5 separate regions of the Mus musculus genome follow, and regions 1, 3, 4 and 5 are each linked to region 2. A link is a contact called in public Hi-C and HiChIP or PLAC-seq data. All regions are on one chromosome and are shown on one strand. Each heading gives the region's core, a stretch centred on a gene start, on an enhancer-like site or on the middle of the called end of the contact. The rest is flanking DNA. Distances are from core to core; before and after follow the strand shown.

Evidence for each region. Hi-C and Micro-C count contacts between places; a contact is called where the count stands out from the background. HiChIP or PLAC-seq counts read pairs in DNA pulled down with a chosen protein or histone mark.
Region 1: an H3K4me3 HiChIP or PLAC-seq map of pro-B cells shows a contact between it and region 2, with 4 times the contacts expected there. The contact joins the promoter of Lamc1 here to the enhancer-like site in region 2. A contact is called at or near these places in 10 of 39 promoter capture datasets (the 3T3-L1 cell line, 3T3-L1-derived adipocytes, the C10 cell line and 7 more), 1 of 484 Hi-C or Micro-C datasets (the N1E-115 cell line) and 9 of 115 datasets of contacts at active chromatin or transcription factors (the NIH/3T3 cell line, bone marrow-derived macrophages, embryonic stem cells and 3 more).
Region 3: an H3K4me3 HiChIP or PLAC-seq map of pro-B cells shows a contact between it and region 2, with 5 times the contacts expected there. The contact joins the promoter of Edem3 here to the enhancer-like site in region 2. A contact is called at or near these places in 3 of 39 promoter capture datasets (the C10 cell line, hippocampal neurons and pre-B cells), 1 of 15 datasets of contacts at CTCF or cohesin (pro-B cells), 6 of 115 datasets of contacts at active chromatin or transcription factors (astrocytes, bone marrow-derived macrophages, embryonic limb bud and 3 more) and 1 of 9 other capture datasets (adipose tissue).
Region 4: a contact with region 2 is called in an H3K27ac HiChIP or PLAC-seq map of extraembryonic endoderm stem cells, with 2.6 times the contacts expected there. The contact joins two enhancer-like sites. A contact is called at or near these places in 2 of 484 Hi-C or Micro-C datasets (both in the G1E-ER4 cell line) and 3 of 115 datasets of contacts at active chromatin or transcription factors (embryonic stem cells, extraembryonic endoderm stem cells and large pre-B cells).
Region 5: a Hi-C map of cortical neurons shows a contact between it and region 2, with 6 times the contacts expected there. The contact joins two enhancer-like sites. A contact is called at or near these places in 3 of 15 datasets of contacts at CTCF or cohesin (the NIH/3T3 cell line, large pre-B cells and pro-B cells), 65 of 484 Hi-C or Micro-C datasets (the 3T3-L1 cell line, the AML12 cell line, the AtT-20 cell line and 41 more), 3 of 115 datasets of contacts at active chromatin or transcription factors (astrocytes, embryonic stem cells and stem cell-derived neural progenitor cells) and 1 of 9 other capture datasets (embryonic stem cells).

Annotation. Positions count from the first base shown.
Region 1 is chr1:153,331,485-153,334,184 of GRCm38.p6, reverse strand. Lamc1 (laminin, gamma 1) reads left to right here and starts at 1,399. Exons shown (of 28, transcript NM_010683.2): 1 at 1,399-2,057. The coding sequence starts at 1,646.
Region 2 is chr1:152,524,065-152,526,764 of GRCm38.p6, reverse strand. Rgl1 (ral guanine nucleotide dissociation stimulator,-like 1) reads left to right here. Exons shown (of 18, transcript NM_016846.4): 16 at 1,866-2,120. Among named protein-coding and RNA genes, the nearest start is that of Gm51749, 15 kb to the left of the region's middle. Within about 2 kb of position 1,329, at least 70 of the 459 cell types and tissues checked have an H3K27ac peak or open chromatin away from gene starts, as enhancers often do. A contact at or near this core is called in the N1E-115 cell line, bone marrow-derived macrophages, cortical neurons and 3 more, where this site is marked.
Region 3 is chr1:151,754,066-151,756,765 of GRCm38.p6, reverse strand. It overlaps Edem3 (ER degradation enhancer, mannosidase alpha-like 3), which reads right to left and starts at 1,392. Exons shown (of 20, transcript NM_001039644.2): 1 at 1,039-1,392. The coding sequence starts at 1,199. 2810414N06Rik (RIKEN cDNA 2810414N06 gene) reads left to right here and starts at 1,748. Exons shown (of 2, transcript NR_151475.1): 1 at 1,748-1,923.
Region 4 is chr1:153,354,797-153,357,496 of GRCm38.p6, reverse strand. No RefSeq gene overlaps it. Among named protein-coding and RNA genes, the nearest start is that of Lamc1, 23 kb to the right of the region's middle. Within about 2 kb of position 1,391, at least 12 of the 459 cell types and tissues checked have an H3K27ac peak or open chromatin away from gene starts, as enhancers often do. A contact at or near this core is called in extraembryonic endoderm stem cells, where this site is marked.
Region 5 is chr1:151,823,039-151,825,738 of GRCm38.p6, reverse strand. No RefSeq gene overlaps it. Among named protein-coding and RNA genes, the nearest start is that of Edem3, 69 kb to the right of the region's middle. Within about 2 kb of position 1,283, at least 12 of the 459 cell types and tissues checked have an H3K27ac peak or open chromatin away from gene starts, as enhancers often do. A contact at or near this core is called in the N1E-115 cell line and cortical neurons, where this site is marked.

The DNA of each region.
Region 1 (2,700 bases), core at 150-2,649, 810 kb before region 2:
ATGTGGTTCCTGGAGATTGAACTCAGGTCACCAAGCTTGGTGGCAGGTGCTTTTACCCACTGGGCCATCTTGTAGCTATCAGTATCATTATCTTAAAAAGACTACTGATCCGGAGCTTACACTTTGCTGGTCTGCTTTGCATCTTGGGTTGGGATTAGCACAGTGTGCTGCCAAGCCCGGCTCTCAGCTGGTTCATTTTTACAGCACCCTCCCTTCCCCTGTCTGCTGGTCCTATCAGCACTGCAGGTAGTTCTGATCTGAGACTAAAACGCATGATCTTTTGGCTCGGGCTCTGGGAACTGAGTCATTCTGGCACTGACAATATTCTGTGACTCAGCAGGTCCGAAGAGGAGGATGTCAGAATCCAGATAATTTCGAGTCTTTTAAAGGCAAGCTAGGACACACAAACAACAGAGTGGAAGAATTTCAAAGCAGGTCTGCGTATCCAGGGGAAAATGTCATTCCATTCCCAGCCTTCTCACTTCCTTCCTTGCCCGGTTAAATGACAGTCACATTTTAATTTAGAGCAAGGAAATCACAAAATTGACTCTGAAGCTGAGATCGAGCCCTGTGTTCCACAGGGATCCAGTCCCTTGGACACCTCGGGATCTCTCCCCTCAGCGTGGGCAGGGCTTGCCCCGGGATACAGGAGGCAATGCCCGGGACGGCTGGGGAGGGCGAGGTCACGCAGGCCACCGCACCGTTGCGCTGTGTTCAGGCTCCAGAGTCAGGTAGTGGCTGAGCTATACCGTAAGGACTGACATCTGGTTGGGCCAGGGTCCAAGTCCTCATGAAGTCAAAAACACAGATTCCGGGCCACCTCACCCACCTGCGTCTCCCTTTAAGAACCTCCTCTTAGCCTCATACCCTCCAGGGCAAGATCCTCTAAGGTACAAGACCTGGATGAGGGTTCCCAACCCACCGAAGCCCCTACCCTCCCAGCATGCACTGCCCAGCACCCCACACCCCACGCCCCGCCCTCCTTCCCTCACTCACGCTCCCTCTCCGCCCACCTTGGGCCCCTCCCTCTTACCCCCTCGCCCAGCCCACCTCTAGTCACGCCCATCCAGAAGTCCTCCCACTTGACCCCTTGCCTCTTCCATCTCGCGCCCCCCTCCCTTTTGCTGCCGGTCCCGCCCTCCTCGCACCCCACCCTCCTACTCCACCGCCCCGCCCACCTCGCGCCCGGTCCTCTGGCTCCCGCCCCTCCCATCTCGCTTCTCTGGCCCACCGCCCTCCAGGCCGCCCCCGCCGCCGCCGGGAGTCGCTGGGGAGGACGCGTAGGGCGGGGAGCAGCTCCTGGCCCGCGTGAGCTGCCGAGGAGGCCGGCCTTGGGTTTTCTCCACCGCCAGATCCCACCCCGCCGGGCAGACCCCACCCCCTTCTCCTTCCTCCTGGGGCGCGCTCTCGAGTGCGCGCTCGGAAGTCGGGGGTCGGCGCACAGTGCAGGCTGCGCACCGGGAGGTAGCGGAGGCAGCGCGATCTTGGCTCGGACGCCCACCCATCGGCTCTGCGTCCGGCTCTCGGCCTCCAGCCCGGTCCACAGCCCGGCCTCGGCCCGCAGCGGAGGATCGGCCTCGGGATACGCCGCTAGGCGAGTGCAGCGCGGCACCCCAGCCTTTGCCGAGGGCCCGCGCGCAGCGGGATGACGGGCGGCGGGCGGGCCGCGCTGGCCCTGCAGCCCCGGGGGCGGCTGTGGCCGCTGTTGGCTGTGCTGGCGGCTGTGGCGGGCTGTGTCCGGGCGGCCATGGACGAGTGCGCGGATGAGGGCGGGCGGCCGCAGCGCTGCATGCCGGAGTTTGTTAATGCCGCCTTCAATGTGACCGTGGTGGCTACCAACACGTGTGGGACTCCGCCCGAGGAGTACTGCGTGCAGACTGGGGTGACCGGAGTCACTAAGTCCTGTCACCTGTGCGACGCCGGCCAGCAGCACCTGCAACACGGGGCAGCCTTCCTGACCGACTACAACAACCAGGCCGACACCACCTGGTGGCAAAGCCAGACTATGCTGGCCGGGGTGCAGTACCCCAACTCCATCAACCTCACGCTGCACCTGGGTAAGCGATGACAGCCCCGTCCCCACTACTCGCTCACGGTCCAGCTCCGGGGCCGCATCCATGGAGCCGCTGGTCCGGCCTGAGGGGCCTGTCCAGCCGCGTGCTGACGGTCTGTTCTCCAGCGTGGGCCACACACAGAAATTCCTTTCTCCAACTTCTAAAATTCATCTCGCTTTGAACATCCGGTGAGGGCCACCATGTCCCACGCTAGCATCTCTCTCTTTTTTTCTTACTCTTTCTAGTCCAACCGGATTCTCGTTCCGTTGATTCTTTTCTATTTCAGCAGTTAGGATTTTGGACCAACACCCCCCCACCCCCTTTTGCACCCTGAGGCGCTAATGAAACACTCATCCTGGCAGGACAGGACTATCACATAGCATGCTTACATTAGAGTCTTGAAGGTCCACTTTCAAACACTTGTCTTTAAAATGTTTGTCTGTCTCCAGGGTTGAGAATGATTGCTCTTAGTTTTGATAGGGGAATTTGAGGGGAGCAAATGCCTTTGCCGCCGGTATTTCTATGTGTAATTAAAGTGGAAGTTCACTTTTAAAGTTACTGTTCTTCAGAGCTGTTCAGCCTTAATTAGGAGCTGTTTCACTGCTAATCCTAGTTGGGAGAAAACAGAAAGGTAATGAAGACACTC
Region 2 (2,700 bases), core at 80-2,579:
AGCCACTGCCGTAAGGGGAGGCAGAGACAGGCGCTCCCCGCAAGGCTCCTTCTCCCTTCTTCCTTCTTCCACGCCTCTCTCTTGCTCGCCCTCGTGAGGTTGTTCTCTTTAGAAGTAAAGTGTAATATGCATTCCTCCTTCTTCGTGCGCCTGATCATCACTTATAAACAGTTACCTTTATGCTTGTTCCACACCACTTATATCCTTGTGAGGATAGTCTCTATAACTCGTGTGAGCTCACCATCCTAACGCATTACCCCCTCAACTATAAGTGTTATTAGCATCACGGAAAGCCCAAGGGAAATAGGACGGTGAAAGTGAAAACATTCAAGCAGCATTTGGAGAACTGACCTTCCTGGCTAATAGACTTGCAGGCAAGATAACGCTGTTAAAATTATCCACCCTGAGTAAGTGCTCAAGCTGAGTCACATGGGCACAGAAGGAGAATTCCAAACAGCAGCAGCACATGGCTAACCGATATCATGGCAGTCCTACTGTAGACACTACATATTAGAGTTGGCATTGCGGTTTGCTGGCCATAATAGAACACCCCTGCTGTGGAATTGTCCTTAACATAGGATGCCATCGGACGAAGCAGCCCTGAAAAACTACAGATAACATAGGCCCTATTTTTTTAGAAGCCACATTATCAGAAAGCTAAATTCCTTGATCTGTATCTGTGGAATGGTAGATTATATAGAAATTAATAATGAGTTTTATAGGATTATTATAATATAATCCAGTTTAACTCATTCCGAATATCACACACACACACACTTTTCTGTAACAATTGATATTTAAATGGTTCAGCTTAATGGTTTTATGTCAGGAATACATCCCGGTGAGTTTAAAGCATCTCTTTGTCTGGTGATTAATATCAGTTGAATTTTAAATATTCAGTCACTTAGAGAAGCACATTACTGCAGCCGTACATCTCTCAAATGGCCTCGATGTAGATTGTGAAAGTGTATCTTGCTGGTCTTACCAGTGATTGTTAAAGAGATACTCAAAGGCTGCGTTGTCCAGGCAAGTGATCTGTTTTGCTGAGTCGTGCTCTCAGCATTGTTATGATGCTGTTTTTAGGGTGCCCCTCCCTCCCCCTGCCCTGCAAGGCAGCTGTGACCCAAGTGAGAAAGATAAATGAAAACTCATTAACAGTCTCACAGCACTAAAGGTTTCAAGGCTGTAGCACAAGTCAGCTAACTCATCATAGCTGCAGATGGCTTGGTGCTTGCTGTGCCCCTGCTGTGTGAACACCACAGCAAAGGGGCTGGAGAGCTCTGGTCCTGGTAGGAGTGAGACTGTGTAGGTGGACCTGGGGCCCCGTGTTTTCTCTGGGCCTCCAGCTTCTCTACTTGGCAAAGGGGTCAGGTGATCTCTGAGGCCCTCTCAGCAGAACTACACAAGCAGTAGTCCTTATCTTAGATGCTTCTAAACATGAAGACATTTGTCTCCTACTACAAAATCTGGATGTGAAGTAGTGGGGACAGAATGTTCTCCATGGCCACATTGAGAACTGTTGGGGGTGAGAAGAGGATGGCTTCCCAGCTTCTGTAAGCTCAGCCTGTACGGCCTTTAAATTCTGGTATCTGCTGCCATCTCGTGGTTAGCCTTCATACGGACAACTAAAACCAGGCCATCAAAGGTCCACTGTGCCTTTCTTAGATTCAGAATGATTAGTTCCCAGTGAGTCACTGATCGTCACATGAGCCCACGGGGTGTGTGTGTGTGTGTGTGTGTGTGTGTGTGTACCAGAGACATGAGATATTGAGGAGGAAACAACCAGTCTCTGTATCTACTTCTGTTTTGAAACGTGAAGCATGTTTGGTCCAGGCTCCAATGGCTTTGTTTTCTGATTCTTCCAGCTCTCTGAATCCTCCTCTTCCTGTTCCTCCATCCATTCCATGGACACGAATTCCTCAGGGATGTCGTCCCTAATCAACCCCCTGTCCTCCCCTCCAACGTGCAACAACAATCCTAAAATCCACAAGCGCTCCGTCTCCGTGACATCCATTACCTCCACAGTACTGCCTCCTGTTTACAATCAGCAGAACGAAGACACCTGCATCATCCGCATCAGTGTAGAAGACAACAATGGCAACATGTACAAGAGCATCATGGTAAGGGGCCGTCCTGCCTGGAGGGTCAGTCAGCTGTTCGGACACACATTTCTCATACCTGTCTGCACGTGCACACAAGACTAGCATGGAAAATAGCAGCGTCTTCCTGGGCGCAGATTAGTGGTATGCTTATCTAGTGGCACATGTGCATATAGGACATAGTTTTGACATTTTATGAATTGTTCATGCAATTTGGGGTCCTGTTTCACGATGCTCAGTGTGGGTGGGACAGTAGTCCAGGGCGGGTGCCTTGCTTCACACGCCTTCTTGGAACTCTTCCTACGATTGCACTGTCTACTAAATTAACACGCCTTCTCAGTAGTGTAGTTCCTGGTGACTCAGCTTTCTCCCTAAGCCATCTGGACCAAGCCGAGCTCCTGAAGTGGGTGATTATGGCGGAGGTGCAGTTTGGGTAGGAAGTAGCTACAGTTCAGCAGTAAATGGGATTGAGTCTCATGTGCTTCTTACACAAACGGCATCAGACAAGGAAAACTCCAAAGCTACTTCTGATGATGGCCGTCTTTCTTAAATACACACCCAGCCTTTCATGCTGATAACCTTAACTGCGTAAAGTCAACTT
Region 3 (2,700 bases), core at 143-2,642, 770 kb after region 2:
TAATATGCTTTCTATTTATATATTAACCTACAACTTGCTTTAGTACAGAACTCTTTCTAAATGTATGACACCCCCCCCCAGCCTGTTCTGTTCTGTCAAAATGCACCCCTTTATACACTTATCTCTAATTGTGTCTTTACTTCTGTAGGATAGATTCTCCAGAGAAAGAAATGAATCAAAGAGCAAGCACAATTTAAAATTCTGGAGTTGGTGTCAATAAGTCACGTGGTTTACATCCCCACCAGTTTTCTCACCTCTTCACTAATCAGCAGTGCATTCTAGTGTTCTGTGCTAACCTACCAGACAAGCAAAACCCACCCACTTCACTGTTTTAATAAGCATCTTTCGCAGTCAACTCGCCGTGCTACTGACAGGCACACATTTCCTCTCCTCTCACTTAACTTCACGGTTTTGCCAAAATCCAGAGATTCTCCACTTCGTTCTTAGTCACTTGTGCCACTTCGGATGTATTCGAATTACTGGATTAAATGCTATAAATAGTGTTTTGGAACACTTTTAAGCCTCATAAAACTACTCTAAGGGGGTACACTTAATCGAGGCCTCTGAATAGCATCAAATCGCCTGCTCTAGCTCACAAGTGCCATTTAGGAAAGAAAACACAGCAAGGGGGATAGTGAAGTCTGAAAAGTTCAAGTTCCGGTGAACGCCCCTTTTCCTTTAACAGGTGTAAGCACCGCAACATTTTCCCGCTGGGAGCTCACTTGGGTGAGACATCCAACCCTGCCTCCGCCACCCAGGCGGTAGCCCCTCCACCAGCCCCTGACATGGCAGAGGCGCTGACACAACACTACATATGTCACAGGCTGCCCAGGAGACACTCGACAGCCCCCGAGGTCACATCCCGGGGATCAGCTCCCATCGTCCTGGACCCCGTCCACCGCACCGAGGTCCTCCAGCCTCACCAGCTGTTACAGTCACCACAGAAAAAGTCCACAGTGCGCCGGGGGCGCAATGACAGGCACCTCCACTGCTGGCAGCCGCGCGAGGAAACCCACCCGGACAGCCACGCACCCTTACCCAAGCTTCTGCTTCTCTTCCCTACTCATGGGCGCGGCCCCTGCCGTGCACACGGACGTGGCCAACACCAGACAGAGCGCGGCCGTCGCTGCCACCAGGCTCCATGACGCTCGCTGGGGGACCCGGCACCCACAGCCCCGGCAGCCGCCGGCTTTGCTCATGGCCCCGCGGTTCCGCGCACGCGCAGCTGCTACACCGGCACGGTGGGCCACATTGCGGGCTGCCGGCGGCGAGGAGGCTGCGAGCCGTGTCGAGGGCGGACTGTGGAGTGAGGCTGGCGGCCGCCGGCGCCAAACTGTTTGCCGAAGTCACCGAGCCGGTCCCCCAGCGCCAGCGCTGCCACCACCCTCCGCCCTCCACGGCTCGGAGCACCGCCCCCAGCTTTCCGGTGTCGTAGTCTAGGAAACCGCCTCTCCAAGGCTACTTCCGGGTAGAGCCGAAGTGAGATAGCCTCGGGACCAATGGAGACAGCCTCGGAGAGGGGCTGGCCGCAGCTACAGGACCTAGCATTGGCCCAGAGAAGCGGGACGTGGACAAAAGGCGGGACTGGGCAGGGAGCTGTCCCTTCGATCCACCTCCGACCCCAGGAGTTGCCACCTAGGAACTACTAGTCCCAAGGTGCACCGCTTCCTCCAGCTTGACTACAGACCTACGCGCAGGCGCCTTGCTAGATTTCTGCCTAGTAGCGCCCTGCGTTCTGGGACTTGTAGTCCTATTCTGTAAAGGCCACGCAGGTTCCAGGCGTTCTGTGTTCCGCAAGACCTTTGGCCAACCCTACCTCGTCGGTGGGCTGCCCAGTCCTTGAGACTCGTGAGTGCTTTGCCATTCTCTTCCTGAAGATTTTTTTTTTTTCCTGAGAGCTGACAGAATGAGACTTGCCCCCAGGTCGGTACCGAATGCCTGGGTGAACAGTGAAAATATTCTTCTGCCCTCGAGAAAATGACAACAAAACAAAACAAAACAAAAACTAGGAAATGAACAACAGCTAAATGACTCGAACCTTTGACGACCATGTGAGAGTTTTACTTTCATTAGCGCATATACACAACTCTAATATGTATATATCGTCCTTCTACTTTTGCACACGTAGCTTGAACTTTTGCACAAAGGCTTGGAAGAAGTTAGCAAACACTAATCTAACTCCTGAATTACTCCTCTAATTCAGTACCCCAGCAACTAAGCAGGACACTCAAAATGAAGGAGGCCAAGCAAAGCTAAGAACGTGATTAATAATAGTTATCTTAAAAGCCCATGAAGGAAAGAAGTGTACAATGCAAAAGTGATTTTTTTTTTTTAATTTAGTGAAGACTAGATGTTGTAATGAGTTGCAATGGCTGATTGGCAGGCTAACTGTGGGTAAAATGACAGGTGGGTTTCTCTTGCAAAAGCACATGTCTTTCTTTTGTGCCACTTCAGCAGGTGGCGGCAGAGTTGAGGAGCTTGGATGTGACCTCTGTGGCCACAGTAAATTTCGTATTTGTCCGTTCAGCAATATCGAGCTATCTGAAACCTCTTGCTTTTAATGCCTCACCACTTAAGTCTTATCTCTCTGACCATCCGGGTTACAAAATAACCTTTCTTCCTTCTCTCCTCTTTCAAAAACGCAGGTGTTTCCTGAAGGTTCTGTTTCGACTCCTTTGCTTCTTTGTACTCTCCGGGTTT
Region 4 (2,700 bases), core at 142-2,641, 830 kb before region 2:
TTTTGTTGTACTTATATACAGTCTCCACTATTATTGTTGTAGCTAACTACTTGTTCCCAGGAAGCACCATTAGCATACTGAGGAAGGAGTTTGACTAACTGACTGACAGCCAAGAACAGACATGTGCTCAGTTGATTTTACAAGTGGGTGGGGTAGAGAACTGAATGATCTGTTTCCACCCACCCCCAAGCTAGGTTCATATATTCATTTGTTTGTTTGTTTATCCTGTGTGACACAGCACATATATAGAGGTCAGAGGACAACATGTGGGGGCTCCGTGATCAAACTCAGGTCACCAGACTTGTGGCAAGTGCTTTTACCTGCCGAACTCTCTTACAGACTTTGGTGGGAATACAAATATCCTCATATTCTGAATCTAGCCTAAGAATTTCGTATATTGTCAGTAGCTTCTGCACATGGTTGCTAATATTCGCTGTTCATGTTTCCCCAAGTGCCTGACCATTCAGCCAAAATGTTGGGTCCCATCCACAAGTCACTGATGGCTGTCAGGGGATCCCAGGAAGCAGGCAACTACACTTCTGAGTAAAGTTCTCCCCAGCAGGAAGGGGAGTGTTTTCCAGGGCCACTCTGGGTGCATCTAATGCCACACAGTGCTGGTATCTAGTCCAACACAACCTGTAAGTTGGTTAGAGATTTTCTTCCTCACTTTATCATGCCTATGGATATCATGATGCTATGTGGGGTGAAGGAGGGGAACCAGTTTGTGGCTAATGAGAGGGTCTCAGGTTTAAGGACCTACATCAGACCAAACTCTCCATTGCTGTATCCCTCAGTGACGGAATGCTGCTGGCCGCTCCCTGCTCCAGGGCACTATCTCGGATTAGAGAGAAGGAAAATCCTGCCCAGCTGGTGATAAGCAACCCAACTAACTAATCTCTGCATGTCTACAGTCAAATAGTCATTATCAGGATCCGATATCAAATTAAGAGCTATTTATCAAAAAAGAGAATAGGTATTTGTTGAAGAGAGAATGTCTTTGTGATGATAAAATTGGGTTCTTGATAGGATTATTATTCTCGTTTAGGCCTGCCACAGGCTCTAGAGAATTCTAAATTAGCCACGCAGACACTAGAGACTGTCACGGCAGTGGAAGCCACTGCCAGCCATCTTTCATCATGGCTTTTAACACCAGTGGCTTTATAGGTTGCTCAAGGCACACGTTAACCACCAAGTATGTTCTGTCTTCTCAAGGCAGTTTCCAGGCATAGTGAGATCTCCTTTTATAGAGGATGTCCTGCTACATCTCGATCACTGGAGTCCAGAAGCCTTCTGACCCACAGGACAACGCAAACTGGTGAGAGCACAGTACAGTGCTTCTGGTGGGCAGCATCTGTTCCATCTCTCTATCAGGGAGAATAAACTATTTCTGGTACTCTCAGCTTGTTGCCATAGGAGACATGTATCCACCAAATACACAGGAGCTCGTGAGAAGCCTCCTTTTATTGATTTGACCCCTTAATGAAACGACAGCTGTGCATTAGGCCTGGAATCCCAGCTGAGACAGGAGACTCAGTCTGGATAGCAAGAACCTCCTGTCTCAAACAGAAGAGGGACACACAGACACACAGACATGCACACAGAGAGACACACACACAGAGACAGAGGGAGGCAGGCAGGCAGACAGACAGAGACAGAGACAAAGAGAGGTCAATGACGTGACGGACAGATATGATGTCAAGACCTGTTTATCTTCAGGCCAAGTCAACCTCAAGCTCACTAAAGACATGACAGGAATTTTTCCTTTCTTAACTCCTGTTCCTCTGCTGCTTGTACCAACCATTTTCAACATTTTTTATTTTTAAATATTCTGTGTGTGTGTGAATGCAAGTACCCACAGAGGCCAGAGTGTTGGGGCTCCCTCCCTGCAACTAGCCTTCCTGGCAGTCGTGAGTTGGGATTCCAACTCCAGAACAGAGCCTGTACCAGCCCCAAAGGCACTTTTCCTCATTTTAAATGAAGCACTGGTGGAGTTTATAGTGAGGAGATTTTAGCATAGACTTGAGCATGAAGGATAAGACAGAGAGAAGTTGAGAGAAAGACACACCCATGTGCCGGTGTGCACTTCTCCTGGGCACTTCAGCAGCGGCCACTTCTAAGTACTTTTAGTGCTTGCAGTTTTCAGTCCCTCCACAGAATGCTACCACCCATCCCATTTTACAGACGAAGAAGTCTCATTAAGTGACTAAGGAGCTTGCCCAAGTCACACATCAGTAATTAAATGTAAGTGGTTTAGATCCAGGCCAGTTCTCTCAGACATCACTTCCTTGTGATAAATAAAATATTCAACAGGAAAGCCACGTCTTTCCTTACGCAGCATGCATGGAGAGAAAGCTGTTGAAGTTATTCATTGAGAGAAGAGTCAATGGAAGCCCTGGATGTTTTTGTAAAGCAGTTAATTCAGGTAACTTCCCCGTGCTTCCATTGAACCTAGTTCTCAGGCCATGCTAAGCCAGCTGCATCTCCAGCCAGCAGGCAAACTGAGATTTTTTCCCCCTCTTTTTTTTCTTCTAGTATTTCCCTTGGCCATTTATGAAATTGCACTCCTTTATGAGTTCATTGTTTGTCTTCCTCCTGAGATAGGGAATTCCTTGAAGGGAAGGATCATATTTCTTTTCCTTTTTTATCTTCTGCAACAATGTACAATGGAGGGTTGCTCACCATAAAGACAGCAAATTATTC
Region 5 (2,700 bases), core at 34-2,533, 700 kb after region 2:
ACTGGAAAACATTCCCCTTAGACAGTCCATACTCCGAATGTGCATTGTCCCCATCGTTCTGCCTTGACATATCCTGCTGTTACAAACATTGACCTGAGTATTTGGAAGAAACTGTGTAGGTTTCTTGTTAGTTATCTTTTTTTTTAGGTTCTTGGAGCAGATGATGGAGTTAAAAAAGAAACAAACAGACTTGGTTGTGTGTTGTTACCTACAAAAACTCTTTCTCCATTTCTGTCTCTCCCTCTCTTCGGGGCCGCTTGCACTTTCACCAGCAGCAGAAAAACAAGGAAAATAAGACAAAGAGCTTCCTGGTTTCATTGGATGAGCTCGGTGTCGCACTGTAACTCATCATCCAACATCTCTGTTCCCATGACTCAGGGATGGAGGCCGATGCTCTTGGTGCGTGCAGAAAGGGATTTTAGGCAGTGGGCCAGAGTTCCTTCACTCTCAGGCTCAAATGGAGTCTAATAGTCTGATTTGTTTTCCCATTTGTCAGTACATCTGGTTCACTTGAGGCTCCAGTTCTCTAGTATGACGGTAGAAAGAGTCCTTGGATTCCTTCAGGGAGAAGTCTATGTTAACAAGCTCGAATAGTTCTAGGCCGGTGAATACTGTATCCTCATTTGCATCTGTTTTGCTTGATGATGAGTGTGGGAGATTTGGAAAGAAAGGATGAAGCTCATGCCAAGTTGCAAACATCGATCAGAGAAATGTGGCTAGAATCCGAGACAGTGCTAAGTCTCACCCGAGATGTTCAGCCAGGATTTTAAGTGAGGCTGGTCAGCAGTGGGACTTAATTTCATCCAGCTCCCAAAGCTATTCATGGATATGTGTACAATCAGTGTGCAGGTGGGACTTAATATCTAAGGCTTTGCCCGTTGAGTTCGACAGAAGGAAGCATGTTTGTGTATTGGGTGACATGGGAAGGCAGCCCAGGAGTGACGCTGATTCTGGGACATGTGGTGGTCCTGGTGCTCTCCAAGTCGGTGAACAAAGGTGACAGACTGAGTTCACATCACTTCAATAAAGAAATGGCTTTGGTTATGCCGTAAAATAACACGAGGAAAGTGTGTCTTGATCAGTGAAAGCCAAAAAGTCACAGCCAAGACATACAAGAGTGGATCTCTATTGCCTGAAGGCATGAGAATGAAGTCTGCAGCACCCCAAACAGCAAGTCTCCAAGGACAAAGGACAGACAGGGAATTTATTTCACAAAGGCTAGGCATAGTCATCTGGAAAAAGCACTTCTGGGTGGATGCTCGGCTAGATTAGGATGTACACTACTGGGCATGTTTAAAGGCATGCTCAAAAAGCAAAGACATCAGTAATGGAAGGTCTGTAATGTTCTCTCCAGGACGGCTGGAAGAGTGACCAAGGTGCTCAGCTTGTCACAGATGCTGAATGGGAAGTCACAGGCAAATCTAGCTCGTGACATCATGATCTCGGGGAATCACAGTGACTTGAGGTTGGAAGAATCAAATGGCACACTAGGTCGGCCAGGCAGTAGGAAGGGGCAGTCACGCATTAGAGTGGGGCACAGAGGAGCCCCACCACACCACACCCACCCCGCCCCGCCCAGAAGCTCCCACAGTTGAAATCCTCCCTCTGTTGAAATCCCTTCCTCCCTCAAGGCTATTCTGGCCACCAAGGTGTGGGTGTGTGGAGTAGCCTGGACTTTTGCCCTCCTAGACCTGCCCCAGACTCGGAAAACCTTTCCCCAGATTTCTAGGCAAACGGTCCTTTTGAAAGCGAGTTAAGCTGGCAGTGGCGGCGCATGCCTTTAATCCCAGCACTTGAGAGGCAGAGGCAGGCGGATTTCTGAGTTCGAGGCCAGCCTGGTCTACAGAGTGAGTTCCAGGACAGCTAGGGCTATTCAGAGAAACCCTGTCTCGAAAAAAAAAGAGGAAGAAAAGAAGAGAGAGACACACACACACACACACACACACACAGAGAGAGAGAGAGAGAGAGAGAGAACAAGCAAACGGGTTAAGAGGGATTTGAAAACTGTCTGTCCCTGTGGCTGCTAACAAGAAGACAGGCTAGAATTGATTCAGTTTAATAGTTCTACGGTAGGGCAGGAGAGTGGCTGCATGACCTAGAATTTCCAGTTGCAGCAGCTGTCTGGACCCATTTGTAGCGGGAAGCTTTGACTAGTCTACAGCAGAAGCTGGAAAGAGAGTGGGCAAAGTGGAGGAAGGCTGCTGGAGATGTCAGAATGACGGCCGTGGAAGCAGCTAGCCTCCAGACTGAAGGTTCTCTAATGCTGGTCTATTTATTCATTGGTTCTTTGATCAACCATGTGAGGAAGCTTTGACTCTGAGAAGTCACATGCTATTATAAACCCTGACATCACCTGCTGCTGTTAAGACAAAGTTAGTGGTATGTGGCCCTAAAGAGCACCACAGGATTTCTAAAAGAACCTTAACCTGGGCTAGCATTCTTTTATAGATCAAGAGTCTTCCAGAGGTCCATCAATGGCATTCCCTTTGAAGAGAGCAGACAGTATTTAATTAGCCCAACACAAGCTCATGGCTAACAAGTTAGTTCTAATAAGTAAGTACCCATGCTTTAATAGCAGGTAGGTAGGTACTCTTCTCCATTAACCTTTAAAGAACTCAGCCTCTAAGTAGATGGGCCTCTGAAGTTTCCTTTTGCTCGCCTCACAGTCTAACAGTGATACTTTCATTGTCCTGGAAGGGT